Regions from separate parts of the Mus musculus genome. Here region 2 is linked to region 1. The links are chromatin contacts, called in public Hi-C maps. All regions are on one chromosome and are shown on one strand. Each heading gives the region's core, a stretch centred on a gene start, on an enhancer-like site or on the middle of the called end of the contact. The rest is flanking DNA. Distances are from core to core; before and after follow the strand shown.

The links. Hi-C and Micro-C count contacts between places; a contact is called where the count stands out from the background.
Region 2: a contact with region 1 is called in a Hi-C map of CD4 T cells, with 7 times the contacts expected there. The contact joins the promoter of H2az1 here to the promoter of Zgrf1 in region 1. A contact is called at or near these places in 1 of 39 promoter capture datasets (cranial neural crest) and 1 of 484 Hi-C or Micro-C datasets (CD4 T cells).

The regions. Positions count from the first base shown.
Region 1 is chr3:127,551,547-127,555,445 of GRCm38.p6, forward strand. Zgrf1 (zinc finger, GRF-type containing 1) reads left to right here and starts at 1,943. Exons shown (of 26, transcript NM_197997.2): 1 at 1,943-2,109; 2 at 3,750-3,839. The coding sequence starts at 3,819. Larp7 (La ribonucleoprotein domain family, member 7) reads right to left here and starts at 1,803. Exons shown (of 13, transcript NM_138593.2): 1 at 1,637-1,803.
Region 2 is chr3:137,862,581-137,866,479 of GRCm38.p6, forward strand. H2az1 (H2A.Z variant histone 1) reads left to right here and starts at 1,907. Exons shown (of 5, transcript NM_016750.3): 1 at 1,907-2,116; 2 at 2,553-2,630; 3 at 2,940-3,053; 4 at 3,431-3,560; 5 at 3,806-3,899. The coding sequence starts at 2,114. The coding sequence ends at 3,867. It overlaps Gm43403 (predicted gene 43403), which reads right to left and starts at 1,746. Exons shown (of 2, transcript NR_169184.1): 1 at 1,385-1,746; 2 at 1,107-1,257.

The DNA.
Region 1 (3,899 bases), core at 693-3,192:
ACATAAAAAATCCTGCCTCCAAACAATCAAACAAACAAACAAACAAACAACATCCACCCACAAAACTCACAGTCTTGGAACAAAGAAATTACTGTGAAGCAATGCCAGATATTTATATAGATAGATAGTTTTAAATCTTGACAATCCTACTTGGTCGTTTCTTTCCCCTTTTCAAAGGGAGGCTGAAAGGTTATGTAATTCAGTCAAAACTAGGTAGGTAAGCAAACCGAGGTGTTTGACTCTTACACTGTCTACCGTTTAGTAGAAGCTACACTCTGTCAGCATTCACACTATATTCTGACCCAGGAATTTCTTTTTTGGGGGGTGGTGGGTGGTGGTTTCAAGACAGGGTTTCTCTGTATAGCCTGGCTGTTCTGGAATTTACTCTGTAGATCGGGCTGGTCTCGAACTCAGAAATCCACCTGCCTTTGCCAACTCCCAAATGCTGGGATTAAAGGTGTGCGTCACCACTGCCTGGGCTGTCCCAGGAATTCTTCATCTGACCTCCCTGACACTTCTGGGAGTTTAAAGACATCTTAGGAATCCATGAGATGTTATAAGACAAACTTTTAAACAAAAGGTAAAATCATGCTTATACAAATATAAAGGAATATGGTAAATTTAAGTGGAACTAGTCTGTTTAAAGGAGAAAAGACCAGATCAATATGCAGCATAAAGTCAAAATGAATGTTAACATATACTGGTCAGGGGCAATGATTGGGCAAACATGGTTTTCATCTTTATGTTTTCAACAAGTTACAAAGTTGCAACACTGCCCAAAGACAGTGAATGTCACAGATAATCTGGAAGTAAGCTGTGCTAGATGTAAAGCAAAAGACCATTTTTTTTTTTTTAAATTTTAAATCAAAGGTTTTGTTTGTAAAATCACATACAAAATGTTTCCACAGGTACATGTAAAATTTTCAAAGGAACTCGACAATAATATTTTCCAGGCTTTAAACAAAAAGAAGAGTACCCAAAAGATTGAGAACCAAAGTTGTAGTCACGGCAAACCCTTTAGCGGTCTGGAACTTTGCTCCAAATAATCTTTTAGTGTGAATGTTTTATGAAGTCATTCGGTTTCCCACCACCGCCCGGCTTCGAAAGACTACTAAAAGGCAGTCTTACTTCTTGAGGATTTCCATTCTCAATGAACTCTCCACTCATATTTCTCCTTAATTTCTCATAAACGCACTCAGAACTTAAATTCATTACTGTTAGCCCCTTCTACAACGGCTTTTTCTATAGAGGGACTAGCAAAAAGAAAAGACTGAACTTTAGAATGCAAGTTCTCACAACTGATGTCCTTTGGGAAGACAACCTGCCTAACACCCACAGTTCCTCTGAGCAACCCTACTTCCGCACAGACTCCCCCCCCCCCCCCCCCCCGCAGCCGGGCGTGCCCCAAACACCCCAACCCCAAGCTCGGCCCGCCCCCTCTGTACTGAGCTCCGAATAGCAGGGGCCGCCAGGGAACTGCGCGTGCGCACAACGCACGGCGCCAAACCAACGGCACAGTGGCGACGGGGGCGGGGTGAGGCGGACCGCGGATGGAGGGTGGCCCTCAGGAGACCCGACTGAGAGGAGTTCCCACCTCTACGGGTCTGAGAGGCTCTGCAGGCCAGTAGTGACTTACTCCGTGCTCGTCCCCAGATCCACGGTCAGCGCTTGTGTTCTCCCACGCTTTCCTTCTCCCGACCCCTGCGGTCGGCGGAAATTTGCGTCATTCGAGTAGCGACGCGCTTCTCTCAGCCCGCTACGGAAAGACGGGTCCGAGGCCCAGGGTTCGTTGCTGACGTCATAGGCGGAGCATCTCGGGGGCGGGAGCCACGCGGTGACTGCGCTGGCACGCGGAGTTCCATTGGTGGTTTGCGAACGGCGGCGGGCGGGGCCTCCGCGGTACCGTCCCTGCTTGATGACGTCACTTAAGTTGGCGGGAGAAATTAGAAAGTGGAGTTTATGTCATTGAGCCGGTGAAGTGGAGACTTTTCTCTCCCGTGTTCTAGGCAAGAAGGGTGGACAGACCGGGCGACTTGGCGCGGTTGGGAGAGCACTGGACACTGACTCGCCTCCACGGAAGCGACCCACGAGGCGCCGTTAGAGTGCCGGGTGAGGCGGTCACCATAGCGGCCCATCCCGGTTGTGGGTGTTTTAGGGGCTGACATAGGACCAAGGGGGCCATTATTATTTAGTGATACAAAACCTTGAAGTGTCAAGGCTTGGCAAGTGAAGCTATGTTTCTTTTAGGGATCTGTACTGTTCCTTGTGGTTTAGCAGGCCGTTCGTGGTTTGGAAACTTTCCTGGTTTGAGCGGTGCTGTTCTGAGCTATTGTGACAGTTTTTCATCACTGCAGAGGGCCAGATAGAAACTGTTGTTGGGCTCCAGAGCTGGACTTCCTAACGTAATAGATCAAGAATAGGACCTAAAAGAATAGGACCTAAAATGTTCATTGCTAACTAATTGTCAGGTCATGTCCCTGGAACCACTTGAAGATATGTGTGCTTATGTGTGCTGCTTTTGCATCTGTATTCAGTTCACCATCGACGATTTCAAGATTTCAAAATTTGACCTTATAGTTAACATGGTAGTTACAGTGGCTGCTGCAGCACTGTCCAAGAGATTTTTCTTCCTGGGTGTGGTGGCATATTGCTTGTAATATCCCAGCTATTTCCAGAGGCTAGGACGGGATTGTGCAATATGGTCAGATCCTATTTTAAACAAACATAAAGGACTGGATGCATGTAAGCACTATTACCTAGTTTACATATAGTCCCTTTTGTCAGCCCCTAGCACTGGGTAAAAGAAAGAACAAAATTTTCCTTGCAGAGGAATTATATATTGTATATTTGGCTCTAGGATGTTGTGCTATATTGACTAGGGTATATAGTCAACCCTCTGTACCTGTAATTTCTGGATCTGTATTCAGCCAGTTATAGATGGGAAATAGAAAAAAGTTGTTAGTACTGAGCATACAGATTTTTAAATTATCATTTTTATTTCTTCCTTTTAGACAGTGTCTATCTATGTAGTTAGTCCTGACTGTCCTGGAGCCCTATAGGTAGACAGGCAACCAGGCTGCCTTGAAGTCACAGATCCACCTGACTGTGCATCCTGTGCACTGGAATCAAAGTTGTGTTCCACCAAGTCAGGCTTGTTACCATTTCTTGAACAATGCAGTTTAATCACTGTTTGCATATCATTTACAACCTACTAGGTACAAGTAATCTAGAGATAACTTATTTATGTTAGAAAATATGTGCATGCTCCTATTATATGCGAAACAACTATGACGTTTTATATGTGAACTCAAGTGGCTGGCGCCGGATGTTAATATTTGTGGTCCTGAAACTAGTTCTTGGATAACTAGGGATTACGCTAGCAGGAAAAATTTAAGACACAAGGGGGCCATCTTGTGGTAAGTATAATGATTTTGAAAAATAAAATTGAAGTTGGGTTCTAAGGAGCAGTACATGTTGAAGGGAAAACAATCCATTTTCTGGTATATAGCAAGCCACTGGAGAGATGTTTACAGATTTCTAGTAACTATGAGTTTTACCTTTATTTTCCTGTGTGGTGTCACGCAGTTCTGTCCTCCATGACAGATACAGTTTTGTTTCTCTTGGTGGCTTCATAGTCTTGGAATTGTTTGGTTTCTGTCTCCAGTCAGGATTTATTGAAAAAGTTTGTACTTGATATTTATTCTTTTTATCAGGGTCGATTGACCATTCTTTGCTGTTTTTCATTTTAGAGGATATAAATGCTGACTAAAAACTGATTGTTTTCTGGACCTGACTAGTTTATAATCTCAGAAGACACAATGGAATGTCAAGAGTTTATTGTAAGTTGTCTTCTTCCTCTTCTGCTCCTCCTCCTCTTTTTTTTTTTTGTTTTTCAAGAC
Region 2 (3,899 bases), core at 657-3,156, about 10 Mb after region 1:
CAGAACTCACATGTACTTGCTAGTTTATTCTTGCTACCACTCTTCAGTGAAGAAAAGTCAACCTTTTAGTTGGATTCCATGGGAAAAAGCTCACACAGAATTCTCTAGAGAATGGACGTATGTTATGAGGTAAATATCAAGAAATCCCATCAGAAGCCAGGGATAGCCTACTGGGCTTGGCTTTATACTTGGTTTTTTTTTTTGAAGACAGGGCCTCAGTCTGTAGCTGTAGATGGCTTGGAACTCACTGTGTAGACCGTGTGGGCCTTGAAGTCACAAAGATCTGCCTGCCTCTGCCTCTCAAGGGCTGGTATTAAGGATGTAGGTTGCCACCATCACAGCAGGCCAGTCCTTAGGTGTCTGAAATGCCATCGTTGTAGAGTTGACTAGCATTCTGCTTATGACTCTTCTGATGCAGCCTTCTAGGTGCTGGGATGTCAGGAGCCTCAGTTGTTTTCGGCATGTGATGACATCATTACAATTCCTTAGTTCCAATAAGCCTCGGAATCAATATTGTTTGGAGTCTCTCCTCTAGCATTAATGTCCTGGTATCAGAGAGTTCCTCTAATTTCATAAAATCTCCCAAACTTAAGTACTAATAATGTGGAGTTTACGCTTCAATATTCTCTTCATATTACTATTCAATTATGTAAAAAGTATAAACCGGTGATATAACTCGACGGGTGCTAGCTGTGTGAGAGTTGACTACCTGATACCTGAGTTTATCTCTGGAACCCTGGAAAGAGAGCACTCACTCAAGTTGTCATCCGATTTCCACAACTATAGTAATGAGGTGAGCACCCGCGCCCACCCACATGGCCACACAATCATGTTTAATTGAAAAGTGCTACGTATTAATATAAATGCGAAATTCGCAAGACTCAGATAATTATGGTCTCCAAGCAGCGAGTGATAAATGCAGGTGCTGTAGATCTACTAACTGCACGTCTAAGTGGCTGGCATCAGGACAGTACCGTGTGTACAAGTCTATTTTTTTTTTTAAGCCCAGCATTTGTAACTGATTACATGAACCATCTGTAACTGCTTGTGAATCATGTTACAGTTACCCCACTGACATTTACCAACATTTGTCATGTGGCAAAATGTTTTAGTGTAGGAAAGCTGACACATAATAGCTTTAATGTTTCAACAAATCAACTTTAGACACTAGGCTATAGGTGCATCCCATTGATGCGAAGTCTTCGCAAAAATATGGCCGGTGACTTCATTATAAAAAACCGCTTCATCCCAAGCTTCCTGTGTGTAGACAAAATTACTTGTTATCCCCACGGTAACTTGGCTCCACTGTTGTTATGAGACAGGATGAGGGGGGTGAGGGGTAACAAGAGGTGAGGACAGAAGTGGAGGAAGATGAAAAAACTACCGGGGGTGGGGTAGGTGACACTTTTATCAGGGAAGTGGTTCACCAAGTAGAGGCCGAGCTGAGCTCTTCTTGCCGGACGCCTTCGAGCCACCTGTCAGAAGGCAGGACTCTGAAGGAAACCGAGATCTGCGGACACGAAAGGCCAGGCCAGAGGGCAACCGAGAGGCGCCGGTTGTCAGCGAGGGGGCCAGGCTAGACCGGGAGGGAAGCTCACGTGGTCTCCGGAGCACCGCGGGGGAGTGGAGGGGGGGAGGCTGCAGCGGGGAGGACGCCAGCGCGCGCTCCTCCCCAGCCTTCCAGCTCCTCCCTCCAGGCACGTGACACCACCGTCCACTCGCTCGGTGGCGCAGCGCTCTGTTGCTGCCCTCCCGCCGCGGCGCCCCTTCTTCTCCCGGTCCTCGTCCCGCCGCATCTCCTCCCCCCCTAACTCATCCCCCACGCGCCAATCATCGCTCGAGCTCCCGAGCGCCCGCCCCGCCACTCCGCTGTGCGTTCTCCCATTGGCTGGAGCCTCAAGGACGCGTCCCGAGGGCGGGAGGCAACCATTGGTGGGCCGAACCGGCCGAGTTCCCGGATGAGGGAACATTCTGCAGTATAAAGGGCGCGAGGAAGGCGGGAGACGGCGCAGTTTGAATCGCGGTCCGACGGAGGAGTGGGCGCTGGGATCTCGCTGAGCGTCCGCCTGGCCTCGTCTCTTCCTCGCTCGTCGGAGCTTCAGCACGGTCCGAGATGGTAACGTGAAGAGTGACGGCGGGCGGCCGCGGGCTGCAGGCTCCGAGCGGGCGGGGCCGCCGTCCCCGGGGCTGGGAGAGGCGGCGGCGGCGGCGAGTGGGAGCGTGCGGGGACGGGGTCGGGACGAGCGGAGGGGAGGTGTTTTCGGAGCCCCGGAGCTCCAGGCGGGAGGCGACGGTTGGGGGGGCGCGCACGGCGCGGCTGGGAGCCGGCGCGGGGGCGCGCAGCCGCGGCGGGCTCGCGGCAGGGGTCGGCGGGGGAGAAGGGCGGGCGGGGGGCGAGCGGCGGCCCGGGGTCCCCGGCGGGGCGGGCGGCGGGCGGCCGAGCGCGCGCTCGCTCGCCTCCAGGACGCGCTGTGGTGGGGGAGGGGCGCGCCGCCTTGGTAATTCTATCTTCTCCGTCCCTCCCGGGCTCGCGGGCGTCGGCGGCGCCGCAGGCTGGCGGTAAGGCTGGAAAGGACTCCGGAAAGGCCAAGACAAAGGCGGTTTCCCGCTCGCAGCGAGCCGGCTTGCAGGTGGGTAGCAACTGCCGCAGTCGGGTGACCGGGCCTTTATGTTTGCACCCCCCTTGCTTGTTTGTCTGCACCCTCCATGGGTGTTCCATCTTAGCATGAGTGATGTGTCGCGACTTGGCCCTGCGGAGACAGTGAATACTGGGGTTTGGGGAGGGGGGGCGTCGGATCACATGTGTGTTAACTGGCGGGGCGCGTTGGTGCACCACCACCGTCCTTGGCTTTGGCGCGCACATCTTATCTTAACGAATTTCCTATCTTTGTGCATTTTTTTTCTTGTTTGTTCGTTTGTTTGTGTGCATAAAAATCAAGTTCCCTGTGGGCCGTATTCATCGACACCTGAAATCTAGGACAACCAGCCACGGACGTGTGGGCGCGACCGCCGCTGTGTACAGCGCAGCCATCCTGGAGTACCTCACCGCAGAGGTAAGCGGGAGTACGCCTGTGATCTGGAAAAGCTCTGGGGGGGCGGGGGAAAGTGGCGAGAGAGGAGGAAAGTGATGCAAGAAAACTCGCAGGCCCTAAGAGCGGCGCGCAGACCGAGGGAGCGCTAGAGGGAGCTCGCGTTCAGCCGAGGAGGCTGCTGGGCCAGAGTGTGCTGCTCCTGCAAATGCAATTGCGTGCCCCTTCGGGGTTTTTTGGGTGGTTTTTTTTTTTTTTTTGCATAATTCTGCATAATTTTATCATTCAGGTAGTAGGGAATGACAACAGTTGGTAAATAACACCATTGAGGTTCAAAGATCTTGATTGAAAGTAAGTTGGAATATTGATCATCAGATTTTTATTTATTTTTTGCCTTTTAGGTACTTGAGTTGGCAGGAAATGCGTCAAAAGACTTAAAGGTAAAGCGTATCACCCCTCGTCACTTGCAGCTTGCTATACGTGGAGATGAAGAATTGGATTCTCTGATCAAAGCTACCATTGCTGGTGGTGGTATGTCATCCCTAAACTCCTAACATTCTATTTAAGAAGAAAATTCCTACACTCCCATTGTTTCTAGAAGAGATTTCAGTACAGGGTGCTTTCATGGGGTTTGGCTTTCCACTTAGTTTTTGCTAAGATCATTGTTCATCCCTCAAGTTTTCACTTTGTATATGAATTTTACCTGCTTTGAGTTCATGTATTGTTTTTTTAAATGTTTATCCAGAAGGTAGACTTAATCTGTGTCCCTCTCCTAGGTGTCATCCCACACATCCACAAATCGCTGATCGGGAAGAAAGGACAACAGAAGACTGTTTAAGGATGCCTGGATTCCTTATTATCTCAGGACTC